Regions from separate parts of the Arachis hypogaea genome. Here region 1 is linked to region 2. The links are chromatin contacts, called in public Hi-C maps. All regions are on one chromosome and are shown on one strand. Each heading gives the region's core, a stretch centred on a gene start, on an enhancer-like site or on the middle of the called end of the contact. The rest is flanking DNA. Distances are from core to core; before and after follow the strand shown. Region 1 has its middle 14 kb from the start of LOC112789692. Region 2 holds the start of LOC112789691.

The links. A called contact is a pair of places that touch in the nucleus more often than the background predicts.
Region 1: a Hi-C map of an unstated tissue shows a contact between it and region 2, with 4 times the contacts expected there. The contact joins the enhancer-like site here to the promoter of LOC112789691 in region 2. A contact is called at or near these places in 2 of 8 Hi-C or Micro-C datasets (leaf and an unstated tissue).

Annotation. Positions count from the first base shown.
Region 1 is chr3:18,385,847-18,390,078 of arahy.Tifrunner.gnm2.J5K5, reverse strand. No RefSeq gene overlaps it. Among protein-coding and RNA genes, the nearest start is that of LOC112789692, 14 kb to the right of the region's middle. Within about 2 kb of position 1,383, at least 3 of the 3 cell types and tissues checked have open chromatin away from gene starts, as enhancers often do.
Region 2 is chr3:17,931,536-17,935,987 of arahy.Tifrunner.gnm2.J5K5, reverse strand. LOC112789691 reads left to right here and starts at 2,585. Exons shown (of 8, transcript XM_029296286.2): 1 at 2,585-2,982.

The DNA of each region.
Region 1 (4,232 bases), core at 134-2,633, 460 kb before region 2:
TTTGGATATTAATAAAATACTCACAAGAGTGCGTTCCAATCTGATATGTATTTAAAAAAATACCACACACACATAATTCCAAAAAACGAGGAAAAAAACTGGCACACACATACACAAAAAGTCGTCAAAAACTGCAAAGTCAAATGTCCAAAAGTAATAATAATAAAGGATAAAGTCTTGCTTGCAATTGGACTTTATTGAATAAAGTTTCGACAATTTCATTCGGCCACGTCTCGTCACTCATTTGAAATTACCGGTTGAGCCCATGCCATTTCTGAGGCTCCTAGGTTAGATGGTGAATGGTATGGCACCCAAAGCAACTTAATAAAACTCGTATAGAAACAAAGAGTTTGCTTTCGCATAAGAATGGTCTGGGGCCCAGTTCATTATACTTAGGGTTGAAAGTGAGTCAAGCTAACTTATGAGTCAATTCGAGTTCAATTCGTTAATAGTTTGATGAGCTAAATTCGTGAGCTGGTAAGTCAAGTTTGAGCTTGAAATTAATCTCATAAATTAAATGAGCCGAGCTAAACTCGTATATATATATATATATATATATATATATATATATATATATATATATATATATATATATATATATATATGCATTTAATCTATATTTTTAATATTATATATATACATATAAAATAATAAAATATAATTATATATATTAATTATCTTAATTATTTAAAATTTTATATTTATTTTTTACATATAATTTTAATATAGGACATAAATACAAAATTTATAATTTATTGATAGATAAATAATATATAAAATTGATTTTTAAATATTTTTTAAAATATATAAGTTATAATTATTGATATAGAATTATAGATTGTATATTTATGTTTTTATTATTTGATCCAACTCGTGAGTTTTCGTGAGCCGAGCTTGAACTTAAAAAATAAGCTCGATTGTTAATAAATCGAGCCGTGAGCCAAGTTCAATTTTTGTGAGTCGAGCTTGAATTTGATCTAGCTTGACTCAGCTCAGCTCACATCCAGCCTTACTTGCACTGCAAGGCCTGGTTCAATGATAATTATATTTGCTTGATTAAAAAACATACCAGGTGTAGCTGAGGCATATGATGTAGTGACAAAAATATTTGCTTCAAAAATAAAGCCATACTAGGTTCGAATCCTAGTGCAGTTGCTAGGTTTGTATGTGTGTATAGAATGTGTGAATGAGTGTGTTGTATGACCAAAAGAAAAAAAAAAGCATACTAGATTCACATTCTAGCTATGATTAAATTATGTTTTGGGAATAGTTAGAGTAGTTGTAATTGAAATTTAGGATTTTATCCGGTTTAGATTTATTTGGGTTGGATTATTCGACCCAGATCCACTAAAAAAAAATTGATATATGAAACCCATGGAAAGAAGAGAGAATGTGTGTGTATAGGTGAACATGGGAATTTAGGATTTTATCCGATTTAGGTTTGTTCGGGTTGGATTAATTGACTCAGACTTGTCCAAAAAGAATTTGATATATAAAGCCCATGGAAAGAAGAGAGAATACGTGTGCATAGGTGAACATGAATCGAATAATATTCGCAAATCATATATATATATATATATATATATATATATATATATATATATATATATATATATATATCCATTTTCGATCTACAAATTGTAGAAATATCTGTATCCGCAAATTTAATGTGTAAATCTGCAACACATTATATATATATATATATATATATATATATATATATATATATATATATATATATATATAGTTAAGTTTAGTCTTTCTCTTTCAGAAACTTGAAAAATTCTTTTTCTTTTGTGCGCATCTCACACACTCCGATCCATTCCCTATGAAATTAACATATAATAATAATAATAATAATAATAATAATAATAATAATAATAATAATTATTATTATTATTATTATTATTATTATTTAATAGTATAATTTTTTTATAAAAATCATTTGTTAAAATAATTTTTAATAAATATCTACTTAATTTTAAGTGATGGAATATTTTCTAGTTCTATATTTATATTTTGTATAGTTTTTGTTTTTTAATTTTTTATGCTCTAAATTTATTAGAAATAAGTTTTTTAGAAAATTTTTTATTTTGCGGATTCAATTCAATCTGATATGCAAAATTCGATATCCGATTCAAAGCGGATCCAAACATAAAAAATACAAATATTGTATCCGATCTGATGCGATTGATGTGTTTAGTATAGATCGGGGCAAAATTTTGACCACATCTAATCCGATCTGATCTGTTGCAACCCTAGTCTAAAGTTATTGTATGCTCTAACTTTTTATTACATTTTTAATTACACCAACGTTTTTGTTATCAACTTCTCAACTATATTGAGTAAGATATTAATAAAATCTTTATATGCTTTAACTTCTCAAATTCTGAATATTTAATATTAAAAAAACACAAATATATAGAACACATAAATATATTTTAGTGTAGGATCCAAATCAGAAATGAATTTATATAGCATAAGAAGAGAAGAAGTTGGCACTTCAAATAGAAAGTCAGAGTTGAAGTTGAACGTTCACCTTAGCGGCACCTCTGACATTAGATGCATGCGTTAAGCATATAACTAGTAATATAACATACAAATTAGTTAAATCATTAAGGAAAAGCAACTATTAATATTCATGAATTTTACGAACGCTGACAAAAATACTCATCAAACAAAAAAACTAACATTGTATTCATAAAGAATAGATTCTTTTCAACAAAAGTACCAAAAGTCTAATTTTTTGTTGACTTTTTAACAAAATACCGAAATTAATCATATCCTTTTCTCTTTCCCAAACTTCGGCAAGAACAATGTTTCAAAAAATTTCATCCATCAATGACTACAGTATCAACACCTTTATTTTTTTTCTCCCAAATCTTCTTCTTCTTATTTTTCTTATTCTTCTCAAAATTCACCAAAAAAATACACTCTTCTAGAATCAGAAGCTTAACATGGCTAAATCTACAACAACCATTCTTACTGTTGGTTACTGCCCTTTCACTATCATCGCGTCATCGTTACCATGCCTTACACAATGCTTGTTCAACAGCATCGTCGCCTTCTGCTCCACGCTCGTTCGTCATCGTCGCGACCTCCTAATCGATCTTCCTCATCATTGTCGCCTCCAGCAGAATCGTCACCGCCACCAGTAGTATCATTGCCGCCTCCAGTAGCCTCTTCATCACTTATCGTCGTTGCCTCTCACAGCCTCATCGTCGTCGTCGCATTAATCTTTCATTCTGTCATAGTCACCTTGCATTTGTTGTCACCTTCTGTACGACGTCTGTTTCTCTTATTAACATTTTGAGGTTTGGGGTTTGTTCAATTTTTTGGGCAATATAAATCCTGGGTATGACTTGATTAAGTAAATTGATTGACCATTTAACCTCTTTTTTGTTGTTGTTATTATTGGTGGTGGTGGTGTAGGTGGTGGAAAGGACCTTTTACATTCTAAGTATTTTTGGTACTTTTACATTGAAATTTTTTATTTCCAAAAGAATGGACGTTGGTGCTTAAGTTTGGGAAAAAAGAGAGGCCGTGGAGTTGAGGTTGAAAAGGAAGGATGGGTTAATTTGAAAATTTTGTTAAAAAGTAAAAAAAAAAAAAGGGTTTAGATAGTTTTGTCATACGGAATCCATCTTTTATAGGTACAACTTTAGTTTTCTTATTTGATGGGTACTTTTGTCAGCGTTTATAAAATTTATAGATACTAATAGTTGTTTTTCCAAATCATTAATCTATGGATTCCTAACGGAAAAAAAAGGAGACAAACTATGACTAAGTATAAAGTTATATAGTGCTAGTTTGGATTGATCTTTTTAAGTGAAAAAGTACTTTTCTTAAAAAATAAAGTATTTTTATTTAATTTAAAATATATTTAGATACATCTTTTAAAAAAATATTTTTATTAAAAAAGAAAATAATTCAATGAGGTATAAGTGGGTGTGGCTTGGACATATAAGTAGGTGCTTTGAATCTTAGATGGATCATAAGGTGTCACGACAATTCAATGAGATATGGGATTCTCACTTTTATACCATCAGATTTATTTCGCCACTAAATTATACGGTAAATATGTTATTAGAAATTTTTTTTGGTAAATTCATCGATAAATATGATGGTATCTGGAGATTTTTTTGTAGTGTGTATCATATTCAAACTCTTTTAAAATGCTATTTTTTTTACCTAATTTTTTAATTCATTTCTTTATCTTAGTCCAAGGTCTT
Region 2 (4,452 bases), core at 1,336-3,835:
TGGTTTGGCCACATATAACGGTATAATGACGTATTGGTCAACGACATGTGGCATGCTATTATAAATTCAAAATTTTTAATATCTTTGAATACACTAATTTTAATTTTATTTTTTCACAAGTTATTTAAATACAAGTGCTTTTATAAAATATTTTGAAAATTTTAGTTTTAATTATATAATTTTTTTTCTTCGATGTTTTATTAAAAGGATTATATGAGATATTGATATTGATTTAGTAAAGAGTGTAAGTTAAGAGTATAATAATATTTTTTAATACAAACTTTTTAATATTTAACACCTTAATAAATATTTTAAGAATACTTGATAAGGCATTTGTTATAAATAAGGCAAGTTATGGCTATTTTTGACTTATTTTCTTTGGTTACCAAACATTTTCGTATAAATTCATTATTCCCATCCGTTTTAAGAATGTTTGATTCCCCATATAGTTGACTTCTCATTAAATTAATAAGATAGATTTATACTGTCGATTATAATAATTCATTTTATTTATAACTTAGCTTGGCCTTTTCATATATTACACTATTAATTAATATAAGCATTTATTGTAAATATGACTTGAACAGTATTAAAATAGATACAAATAAACACAAGAGTCAATAATAAACTTTTGGATTTAGCTAACATGTGCTCTAATGATACAAGTTAAAATTATTAATTAAAAAATTTATTATAAAAAATTGTATAATAAAAAATATAATTATAATTAGTGTAATCAAAAAATATTGAGAATTTTAAATTTACAAAAGAAAATGACAACAAAATGATGAAATTGACTAATTTGGTGCACGACATTCAATTTTAGGGACTAAAATGAGTCATTTGATGCAAAGTAAAGGGACCAATTTAGTGCATATGTAATAATGACATAGTAAATGACACATGGACAAATAACATTGTAACACGTGGCATAATTCGACACGTGGCAAACAGCATTGTGACACGTGACATAACCATTCACGTCAGCATGCCACGTGTCGCTGACCGACACGTTATCATACCGTTACACGTGGCAAAATCATGAGTTGACATGTGTTACCAAAGATCCACGTTATCGAGTCATGTCAGCATGTCATTAACGAAAAATGGACCAGAAACTCTCATATGGTGTAATTTTTCCAATCTCAAAAACGTAATTAGGACAATTGAAATCTCAGAGACAATTTTAGTGTAGAGCGCAATCTCACTATCTTTTTGGAGAATTAGTCTTTCTACCTCTCTAATAAAGCAAGAGACGATGACATCACCAGCAACATCAGTATAAAAGAAAAGGGCTCGCATTACACGTTTTACATAGTATTTTGATCATTGACTTGAAGTCTTGAATCTATAAATTTAAAGGTATAGTACAAAAGAATCATTGACTTGAAGTCTTGAATCTATAGATTTAAAGGTATAGTACAAAAGAACATTGACTCTAGATTACTTATTTGACATTTAACTGTTGACAACTGATTCTTATGTCTTGTATAAACCTAATTCCACTTTTTTAGACTTGCTTATTAAGGTTGCGTAAAGCACTATTACAAAGCAAAGAGGGCTGAATGCTACTACACAAAACAATAAAAAATATCAAAGATGGACGAATACTTAATTACTGCTGAACAGAACATGTTTCCAAAGTATAAATGACAACAAATGAAAAATCAAACCTTGAAAAAAGTTTCTAATCATAGAAATTCATAACCCCTTTGATAAAGAGAACGTGTAGGTGTCAAAGGAAAGTAAAGCACAATAAAAGAGGTTGATCTTTTGAAAAATTTCCTTCAGGAAAATACATATGTTAAGGGGAACAATTGGAAAACCATGATATAGGAGCATTATTAAAGTTATAATCATCTGAAAGTGTAGGCAAGCTACACTAATATCTTAATAAAGTTATATTAGAGCAAAAATTTACAGGTGCCAAAATAATCATGTCATCTGATATTAAACAAATATACCCAATAAGGTTTCATATGTTTTTTCCAATTATGAAAAAATAAAGAAAGTAAAAGTGGTTATAAAGATAGTCCTTTCCGCCTTCAAGAATGATTACTCAGCTAAAGTTATTATTGTAAAACAGCTGATCTAGATTCCACTTGCAATGACCTGCTAAAGACACAATGTAAAAAATGAGATGTAGAATTCTTCTGAAATACTCTCAATAAATAGAGAACACAAAACAAAAGAGAGGAAAAGCATGCAAAATTTCCTTACGTGCAATCTTGTAGTAAGTAATTAACTCTCCTGGTCTTTCAGTTTGAACTGGTTTAAAATCTAAGTGCCAAATCAAATTATTGTTAGTAACCAAAGCCTGGTTCACTACTAGAAAACTAGTTATTACAGACGGATATTTCCGACAGATTTTATCCCACTGAAATACAGAGGGAATTTCAGGGGAATTTTTTGTCGGAAAACAAAAAAATGGATTAGCATAAATTATAGATGGAAAAGAGAATCCGTCGATAAATTCATCGGAAAAATTAATTTTTTTTAGTGAGAAATGGTTACAGACAGAAAATCCGTTTGTAATTTAAATTTTCCGTCAGAAACATTGAGAACCCTAATCCCTTAAACTCTTGGAACACCATTCACACTCCATTCATACTCTGCATAACCATTCGCCCTCATCCCTTAAACTCTTCGCCGCTGCAGCCACCGCAGTCTCTGTCGCTGCTGCAGCCACGCAGCCCCGCATCAGCCATCGCAGCTCCCCGCAACCCCACAGCCTTCTCCTCTGTTCGAGCGCTCTCCTTCTCTCTTGGTGTCGCCGTTGTGTTTCTGCCACTGCCCTTCCTCCTCGCTTTCATTCACGAGTCATGACCGTTCCTTCACTCCTCCATTGGAAGTAGATCTGAAGAGCCACGAACCGAGGTGTGGCATGTTCCTCCATCATTGAGTTCCTTGCTGTCGTCGACAATCACATTGTGCCCCTCCTTCCACACCTCCTCCACATGCCATTTTCCCTTTATTTCTGAGGTAAGATTTGAGATTTTTTTCCTATTTCTTAGTTTTTATTTTTTATTTTTGTTCTTGGTGTTTCTTCTGATGAGTTTTCTTATTGTGTTGTTATTGTTATGTTCAACATTTTTTTTGAGGGATTTTGCTCAATGTTAAGGTTCATTTAGTGTTGTAACATTTATGATTAGTGAAAAAATAGATTAAAAACTGAATAAAGTGTTGGTGAGACATCTCCAGACAAGAAATTAAAAGAATTAAAGCTTACTGAAGATCAATCATATGTTTAACTGTTAGTTGTTTATGAAACTACCATAAGCTATTAAGTTTTTTAGGCCAATTGAGATGCTATAATATTTTTTATCATGCATCTGTTATAAATAAAGTGGAATTCTTCTGTTGAAAAACTGCATGCTTTGAATTTTAGAGACTCTTTTTTCTTCAATTGATTTATATTTCTTTCCTTTACTGATTCGTTTTGTTTCTCAATTGGATTGAGGAGTTATGTAACAAAAAAATAATCTAAGGTGGTTGTTGATGATGTTGAAATTTAGTAGTCCTATATATATTTTTCAGCTTTTGATTTTTGTAATTCTCAATGTAGGGGACCAATGTGGTTCTGATTTGATGTAAATGTGAGTCTATGTTTTTGTTCTTTTATTTCTCAAATCACAGTCAATGATTTTGATAAACTAATTCTGTGTAATCTCTGGTATGTAAGTAGAAGACTGATACATTGATACCTAAATATACTTTTCATTTTTCATTAATATGTTGCGTGCAAGAGAGTCAGGCAAAGGAGTCTTAACTGCTCCCTTCAGGCCGCTCAAAACAAATCGTCTAGGCGTTATCCTCACATTTGCTGTATACAAGAAAGAACTTCCATGTTATAGTATGGCAAATAATTACTTGAAGAACATATTAGGAAATGAAGGACTCATTTAGGATCATTTTTTATTGTTTGGATTTCTAGTTTTCTTCTAAACCAAAAAGGAAAAAGAATTTACATCCAAGGTTTATCATAGAAGTATTTAGTTTTCTAAACTGAAACAATAACCTTTCACAATTTGGATATGGCTATGCAGTTTGACTCTCCCCTGAACATTAAACATGCAAGTATTCTAATCTCTGGCCATTTCATTTTGGTTACTTGAATATTTCAATCTTTTCTTGTTTCATGAATTATCTAATCATACTAATCTATAGGCTGATATTTGATTATTGGCAATCGCAGTCATGGTAGCTAAATCTATACTAGTATTCTAATCTCTGGCCATTTCATTTTGGTTGGTTGAATATTTCAATCTTTTCTTGTTTCATAACTTATCTAATCACACTATTCTATAGGCTGATATTTGATATTTGGGAATCACAGTTATGGTAGCTAAATCTATACTAGACTGATTTGCTGTGTTTTTGTAGCTATATTTATTTGAACTAAGAACAACATACTTACTAAGTTAATATTATTGTCATGAAAGCCAATGAAAC